Regions from separate parts of the Mus musculus genome. Here regions 2 and 3 are each linked to region 1. Evidence: chromatin contacts called from public Micro-C and promoter capture Hi-C data. All regions are on one chromosome and are shown on one strand. The core of a region is the stretch at or near the end of the contact, and the rest is flanking DNA. Distances in the headings are between cores, read along the strand shown.

Region 1 (2,796 bases), core at 192-2,691:
GCTGTGACTATATACTGTGAATACTTTTGAGACAAGGCCCCCTGTGTCCCAGGCTGGCCTGAGATAGATCTCTGTGCGGCTGAGGATGTCCTTAAACCCATCTTCCTCACTCTGCCTCAGCGGGTTGGGGTTATAGGCTCCACCACTCCTCATGTATGAAGTGCAAGCAATCCAATCCGGCACTTCCTGCCTCTAAGGCAGGCATTTTACTGACTGAGTTACATCCCTCATGTTATTCTTCGGGCAGCTGAAGTTGAGCCAGTTGAGCCATAACTCCTACCTCAGAGAACAAACTGATGGGTCTGTGTACCTAGTCTGCCTCCTAGTCTCTTCAGAAGATGGAGACCTGCCTCTGTCTGCCTGAGTGTTCCCACTCTGTAGTTTCTGAGACCCCCAAGACTCTACTCAGTCCACCAGCACTCTAGCGTCAGGCCCCTGGATCAGTGACGCAGAACCCTGAGGCTTCCTCAGCAACTCTGTGTACCTCACACCAAGCCATTCGCGCCTTCGTGCATCTGTTTGGGTTTGAAGCTGTGGACCGAGAATTAGTCCCGAGGCTTCAGACCTGTTCTGGAGAAATGATACCCTAATCTCCCCACCCCCACCCCTTGACAAATGACGGTTTTATTTCATCTGAGTGGAAAAGCCTTTCCCTCAGGACCGATCGAGCTGTGATGCTGTGTCAGGAAGCTGAACATAAGCAGCAAAGGAGTTTGCTTTTCTTAGACACAATAAAAACTGCCTGTTCCCAAGCAGTGAGATGCCCCCAGCATTGGAAAGGTGGTTTGCCAATCTTTAGGCATTCAGTATACACTTGGTGAATGTGGCCAACTGAATACTAGTTATCAATGGATGGGTGGAGGGAGAAAAGAGGGAAGGAGAATGGGAAGGGGGCAGAGGAGAGGGCTGTCAAGAAAAAAAAAATTTGCTCACACCCCCCCCCCCGACCCCCCGGCCCGTTTCTGACTCTAGAATATCAAGATTGCATATACAGTCAAACAGCTTTGCCAAACTTGGTTTGTCAGGCAATTGCCTCACAGGTCCTGGAATGCGTTTTTTTGTCATCCGGAGTCCCCTCCCCTCAACAAGCTCAAGCTATTCTAAGCGCTAATTTATTTGTTGTTGATTTCATCACTCGCGTTCCTTCAGCCCCCTCAAAACCCTCACTCTCCCCTAGCCTGTCACCTCACCCCAAGCACACCACCCACCCGGAGCAAGAGCTCAAGGCCGTGCTGTTCTCCTGGCCCACAGAGCCCAGTCCGGACCACACATCCGACCCCCCTCGGAAAGAGGGAGAGATCCCCGCCGCTCCGTTTTGTTTCAATGGTCTGTGCAGCCAGCTATGCTCGTTTCCCCAAAGGCTGCCCCTCATTAGCATGAACGGGGGTGGGGGTGTGTGTGGGGGGAGAGGAAGCGAGCCAAAGCCCTCGCTGCGTTTTCCAGCCTGGGGAACCCTGTCTACAAAAATGACAGCTCGAGCCCTCTGGCTTCTCTGTTTGATCGTCGGATGGTCCCCCGAAGCCCCGGTGGCGGAGAGAAAAGGTGAGGTCGCTAAAATGCAGCGCCCCAGGGATTGGGAAAGGGGCGAGACGCAGGGCGGGACGAGCCAAGGGTCAGAGCCTGCGGGACAGGCGACTCCGGGTCTGCGTGCGTGCCAGAAAGCAGCGACAAGGGTCTCCCAATATTTCATGTCCCTTGGCAGCCTTTTCAGAAGGAAAGACGGGTTCAGCTGCTGAAATGATCTCGTGCGAGCCAGGCAAGCTGGAGAAAACTTTGCATGTTAAATAGCTGCATCCGGAGGAGGGAAAGTGTCAAAAGGGGTCGCGGCGCGCTGTGGACAGGCTCCCAGGCTTGGGATGGTGACACAGGCCAGCAATGGTGCGACAACTCTGGGCATTCTACTCCTCTCTCGCAGCTCTGGTATAGCCTCTGGTATACCTGAACCTTGATAACACTCTCTCTCTCTCTCTCTCTCTCTCTCTCTCTCACACACACACACACACACACACACACACAAATCAGGCAGTCTTGGCCAGGTGGTGTTTTTGTTTTGCTATTGTTAGGATATTTTGCTCATCTTACTGTCTCTGGGAATAATAGCTTCCACACCTAACTGGGCAATTTATTTTAGGTCATTTTATTGTTGTTGTTCCACACGGAAATTGAACGACTTCATTGGCATTTAACTCCACATTAGACCATCTTTTCCATGACAACAGATGGTGGTCTAGAGGGGAAGCAGCTGAGGTCAACAGTTGACAGGAGTTGGATAGCCACCAGAACTTTATCTATCGGCTATGCATGGTGTGCAGGTTTAACATAGGGAGGGAGTCAGATCCAATGGCTTTGCAAAAACACAAACTGTGTAACTAACCATTCCTGCTGGGAGAAAGCTGATTTTTTAAGATTATTCATTTGGCAAGATGCATCATTATAAAGGAAGTGCTGTCAAGGCTGCAAGGGGCACAACAAGCTCTTTAATGCAAACGAGGGAAAGTAGGTTGTGGGGCTGTGCTTGGCTGAAGGAGCACTGGGAGGTGGTGAGATTGCATCCCTGGACATGCAAAGTTGCCCAGACTTGAAGCTGTGCTCCAACCTGTATGCAGAGCTGAAGAAAATCATTAATAAAATTTAAAAAGGTGTATTGATATTCGGGAGATTTCCTAATGGGGAGGGGTAATGCTTTTATAATTACTCAGGGGCCTCTGCCTCCCAGCCAAGCTTTAAAAACCCCTTCTAAGCTGTTGTTTACTACTAAGTGGTGTCCAAGAAGCCAGATAAAAAAATCCACTCACA
Region 2 (2,796 bases), core at 141-2,640, 2.8 Mb before region 1:
TAAGAGCACTGACTGCTCTTCTGAAGGTCCTGAGTTCAGATCCCAGCAACCACATGGTGGCTCACAACCATCCACCCCCCCAGCCCAGAAGTGTGTTTGTTTGTTTGTTTGTTGACTCACTTTCACCCTGTAATACAATTCAGGCTGGCTTGGATTCTGCTATATAGCCCAGGCTGATCTTGAACAAGTCTCAGCCTATCTGAATGCTGGGATTACAGATGTGAGCCAACACACCGAGCAGGTACAACGTTGGAGTTTTAGAAACAACTGCTGGGATAGCAGTGCACACCTTTAATCTCAGCACTCTAGAGGCAGAGGCAGGCAGGGGATCTCTGTGAGCTCCAAGCCAGCCAGGGCAACATAGTGAGAACCTGCCTTGAAAAATAAAGAAAAAACGGCATGCAAATGAAAGCTTCAAGACAAGTTTTCGCCTCTTTGGCAAGAAGTAGGTGCCTGTCTCTCTTCCTTGCATTTGAACAGGCTCCAGCTGTCCAAGAGAATTGAGCTTTGGGGAGGTAAGATATTAAGCTAAAGCCACAGCCCACGCCTACGTAGCTGGAAGGAGAACTAATGACCAATTTCAACCGGAAGCTTGACATCCAGCAGGTGGCCATCTCCAGCAGGCACCTTAAAAATTCAGCTCTCACGCTGTACAAAGGTGTTTCAATAAACGAGATAAAAATAACTCTGTGAAAATGCCTTGCAGTGTGTGTGGTAAGCATCATTAGAACTTACCTATTTAAAGATTTTTCTTCGCTAGGGTCACAGTCAAGATACCTAATGGGTTTGAATGCTCCTTGATTTAAAAACAATTGTTTTTCCACGAAAACGCTAAAGTGTATTACGGTCAAGTTAATCTGTTTCGAGAAGATTTGTCAAGGAAATCATTCACTTTGGCCATTAACAAAAACAGGTGGAAAGAAAGCAAGCGAACAGCTGGCCCTGGAAATAGAAAGTGCGCTCTATCTGGAGGGCCACATTTTAGGAGACTCGGGGAGCCTGTAGCACTTGGGGTTCACGGTGTACCGCCTGGAGAGCCAGCGAGGGTGAACTGAAAAGCGGACGATGACCGACACACCGCTCTGCCTGGACCCCGCGGGGACCGAGGGAGGGGACCCCTGGACTAGACAAAGGCTGCAGCCCCGGGAGGCCGGGTGCGCGTGCGCCACGGAATGCGCGTGCGCGCGGCGGTCAGCACCGCGGCCCGAGGCGTGGCGGGACCCGGGGAGGGAAGCGCGGAGAGGGGCGAGCCGAGCGGCGCGGAGAGAGGAGGGTTGAGGGGCGCTCGCGTGCGCCCCCTAGCGGTCGGAAGGGGAGGTGCCCGCCCAGGCCTCGCTGCCCGCCCCTCCCCTAGGGAGGTTCGCGCTCCCGTGGCTCGCGCCTGCGCTGCCCGCCGGCCTCCAGAACGCGCTTTCTCGGCCGCGCGCGCTCTCAGTCTCCGCCACCCACCAGCTCCAGCACCAGCAGCAGCGCCGCCGCCACCGCCCACCTTCTGCCGCCGCCGCCACAACCACCTTCTCCTCCGCTGTCCTCTTCTGTCCTCGCCTTCTGTCGATTATCAGGTAAGCGCCGCAGCTCTGAAATCCAGTCCCCTCTGGCCCTGTGCGCCGTCCTCCTGCCACCCCTCGCCCCAGAGATGGATTTAGGGAGCTGGGCATCAATCAGGCGCAACGGCGGGGGCCTCTCTGCGCCCTAGGCGCTGGGGAGCTGGGAAGGAACGCGTGCAAGAGATGCACGCACGCGAGCGAATGCGTGTATCTATGAGTGCTGGGGTCCCCACTATCGGCTCCGCGCAAATGAGGGGGGCTGTGCCCGCAGGGTGGGGCGCGGATGACGGTGACCTAGGGAAGGGGTTGTTCTGTAATCTGGATCTCAGCCTTTTGCCGCAATGGGCGTGGGTCTGTGAGTGTGCATGGGGGTCCAACGACGACCCCCGAAACAGAACCTGAAATCGGATTTCTCTGCTCCTGATTGCCATCAGCCCTAAGGAAGGTGTGGATCGGGTTCTAGAAAAGATGACTGCCTTCATGTCTCTCCACCTCCCTGACAGCGATTCTGACACGGCCTTCACTGGCCCTGATTTAAGGCGGTGGCCCGCCCCCTCCCCTTTTCCTCCTTCAGAAGCCGGCAGGGGACATTTGGGGGCTGGGAGGAATCCGGAGGATGGGGAGGGGTCCAGGCGCTGTCACGTTAGTCGCCCTTCCCCCTGCGCGCGCTTGGTACAGTGACAGGGGCAGCGCCGTGCCCGAGAGAAGGTAGTGCGCGGATCCCAATGTGGGAGCTCGAAGAGTCAGGGGTCACCTGGCCTCGCGGTGTCAGCGGGCTGGCTGGCAGCGGCTCCCCGCTCGAGGGCGCGCAGCGTTGCAGCCAGGCACAGACCCACGCGAGGGCTGCAGGTGCATTTCGGGGCGCGTTTCTTTCTCTGCGTTCTGCGCCGGGCTCCCGGCATGTGCGCTCCCTGCCGGAGGCGCGGGCTGGCGCGCAGGGCTCGCCCCTCACTGCGGCAGTGGGTGTGGACCTGGGTGGGCGAGGAGGGGGGAGTACGATGTGTCTCCTCCCGCTGCCACCCCTCTCCGTTTTTTCCCCCCTCTCTGAACGCGAGGTGCCATCTTTTTGCGGCGAGTCACGTCTCTATCGTAGCATGCCAAGAGCTGTGGCCAGGCTTTGGAGGACCCGGCTTGGACCCATGTTAAAGAACAGGGGGTGATGAACACGGAAGCCTTGGCGTTTTGCCTCTGCAGCGGTGCGCACCAGAGCGTTCACCTGAGGTCGTCTAGGGGAGCTCGCTGCTTTGTT
Region 3 (2,796 bases), core at 141-2,640, 2.6 Mb after region 1:
AGTTTGTGCATATTACATATCTATGGCTATGGGGAGATGTTGTAAGATGTACTTTTTTATTGTGGGTTGTGGTCAGAGGCAGCCTGAGAGTCACTCATGTAGCCAAGCTGTCGAATTACTGGATTATATGATTACACACACAGATTTTTCAAACAAAGACATATTGTTCAGAGCAGGGGTTTTTCAAACAGAAACACAAAGGGAATGAAAACCAGGGCTGCTTATGGCCTTAATTACACCAACGAATGAATGTTCAATATTAGCACAGTTCAGCTAGCAGCAGCCAAGGCACAAGCCTGAAGCTGAGCCCAAACCAGGAACAGAGCAGAAACTGGTACAGCCGGAAGTGGGACACTGGGAAGTGGTCATCCCTGCCCTGATGCTTCAGGGCTCCACATTCCAAAGAGATTAATCCATATGGTCCCCAGGCTGGCTTGCACAAAAACAGGGAAGAAAACAGTAGCTTGTGTCTTAAGATTCAATCCTGCAGATGCCTAGAACTCAGGCAAGCAATCCCTTGTTTATGGACCAAAGTCTAAACGTTGACCATCATAGTGAAACATTAAAAAGCCACTTAAAAGCAACAGGGTGGAGCGCCTGCTTCAGGGATGGGAAGCTGTCTGGGGCAGAGAAAGGGCTCCTGAGCTTCCAGGAGATTCCTGGGACTGGGTGGACAGCGAGTAAACACAGAAAGGCAAATAAAGAAAAGCTTCCTACGGCCAAAGAGACCAGCCAAGATGCCCAGTGCTGGGGCTGGTCGGGCCACAGGGATAGACTGACTGTTTGTCCGAGGCCCTGCCCAAATGCCACGTTGAGATACTCAAGGACAAATGGTAAAGTTTTTCTTCATCTTTCCGACTCTCTGCATCCTCCCTCTTGAGTCAAGTTGCACATTCCTCCCTTCCCTCACCTTTGTTTTGGTCCCTGATCTCCCTTTCGGTCACTAGGTGGCCCACACCAAGTCCCTCCCCCACATTCAAGGTCCCCCCTCCGCCCTCCTTGCTGACTTGTTTGGGTCACCCTAGCCGGCTCTTTCTGGCAGGCGCTGGCTGGCAGTCGTCTGGGTGGGCTCAAACCCCTACAGCCGAGCAACGCCGCGACACAGGCTGCCCTGCCGAGGTACCATCGGCGCGCAGGCCCCGGCTAGCCACCAGTTGCGTTACAGGACAACACCCTTTGGTGGCGACATTCTGTCCCCCACTTCCCTGGCCAGGGGGCTGGCGCCGTGGCTTACGTGCAGTCTTGGTTGAAAGAGAAGCAGCTGAGCGCCGCCTCCACTCGGCCCGGAGGGGCATCTGCGGCTTCGGCCTCCATCGGGGGCTCGACCCGAGAAGCCGCAGCTCTGAGCGGGGGACAGCCACCTCAGCAGCCCGCCCGCGCCGGCTCCGTGGGCCGGCTTGCCGCGTCGGTCCCGCCCCGGGCTCGCCTCCAGACAGACCCCGCCCACTCAGATACCACTTAGCTCCGCCCCTCCATCGTAAGACCCCGCCCTTACACGATTCCCATTTAGCTCCGCCCCACTCCAAACCCCCGCCCCTCCTTCAGAGAATCGGCTGGGTCCTAAAACAGCCAGGCCACGCCCCTGCCTCAAGTACCGCCCCTCTCGGCTCTAGCCCTGCCTGGGACCTTCAGGACCCGCCCTACACATTTCCCACTTAGCCTCGCCCTCTCCACTTCGGGCACCTAGCCCCACCCCCTCACAGCCCTAGCTCCGCCCTGAGCCAACCAGGCCCCGCCCCGAGCCTCCTTCTACCTAGCTTGGTAGCCCCGCCCCCTCTCCAGGCCGTCTCTGTCCCCACCCCGCCTCTTTATCACTGGGAACAGAACTGCTGACCGAACAGAGCCTTCCGCAGACAGCCAGGATTGGCCACCAACTCTTTTAGTCAATCAATAGGGCTAGTGGGCGGGACAGCTGTTGACGACCCGCCCCCTAGTCGGAGAAACCGTTTGCCATTGGCCGAAGGTGCGCGAGGCAAAGGCAGCAGGCCACGTGGTGGTGTTTTCATTGCCAGAGCGTCCAGAGGGTGAGGAGGAGGAGTGGAGCTTCAGGCTTCAAGCCTGCCTTAGCGTCGGAGACAACGCCAAGGAGGCGGGCGGACGCCTGCTTCCTTGCCCGCCCGCTAAGCTTACAGCAGTTGTAGTTGAAATCAGTAGACATCAAAGTCCAGCCGTTTTGGAGAGCCCTTAAGCTTCTCGGAAAAAGATCCCCAGCCGATTAAGAAGCCACATACAGCCCCACAGTTGAGAAAGAGCTCTTGCTAACCCCGACCCTTACATTAACAATATTACCTTGGTATGTTCCTACCCGATTTACTGAAAACCCGGTTAAAGCACTGGCTAGACTATATTATCTAAAACCAACAATACACAGCGGCATGTGAAAGGGTCTTCTTTCAGGACTTGTTATCATACAACTTTGCTCAGCAGTATTTGACCAGACATTCGATTTGTATAGAAAGGAGAGAAACTAGAATACTGTACAAGACAGTACAGCTTGAAGCTCATGTCGTTTGAGATGCATTCTGAAGCAAACTGGAGATTTGCTTCCCAAGCTTGTATACAATTGGTTGTGAGGTGCCTGGTGTGGGTTCTGGGGAACAGAATTCCGCTCATCAGTAAAAACACTGCTGAGCCATCTCTACAGCCTCTGAAATCTTCATCATCGCCATTATTATTACTATGATGATAATGGTGTCACAGTTCTGTAGATTGTGGCAATTCGGTTCATATCCAGCCACCTTGTTTATTATTTATTTATTTTGGATACATTGTCTCAAGCTATAGTCCACCGATCCT

The links. Promoter capture Hi-C pulls out the DNA fragments that hold promoters and counts their contacts. Hi-C and Micro-C count contacts between places; a contact is called where the count stands out from the background.
Region 2: a contact with region 1 is called in a Micro-C map of embryonic stem cells, with 5 times the contacts expected there. The contact joins the promoter of Mapt here to the promoter of 1810010H24Rik in region 1. A contact is called at or near these places in 1 of 39 promoter capture datasets (the C10 cell line) and 1 of 484 Hi-C or Micro-C datasets (embryonic stem cells).
Region 3: a promoter capture Hi-C map of liver shows a contact between it and region 1, with 2.1 times the contacts expected there. The contact joins the promoter of Wipi1 here to the promoter of 1810010H24Rik in region 1. A contact is called at or near these places in 2 of 39 promoter capture datasets (hippocampal neurons and liver).

The regions. Positions count from the first base shown.
Region 1 is chr11:107,024,428-107,027,223 of GRCm38.p6, forward strand. 1810010H24Rik (RIKEN cDNA 1810010H24 gene) reads left to right here and starts at 1,442. Exons shown (of 4, transcript NM_001372502.1): 1 at 1,442-1,542. The coding sequence starts at 1,467.
Region 2 is chr11:104,230,046-104,232,841 of GRCm38.p6, forward strand. Mapt (microtubule-associated protein tau) reads left to right here and starts at 1,391. Exons shown (of 12, transcript NM_001038609.2): 1 at 1,391-1,562.
Region 3 is chr11:109,609,999-109,612,794 of GRCm38.p6, forward strand. Wipi1 (WD repeat domain, phosphoinositide interacting 1) reads right to left here and starts at 1,391. Exons shown (of 13, transcript NM_145940.2): 1 at 1,235-1,391. The coding sequence starts at 1,314.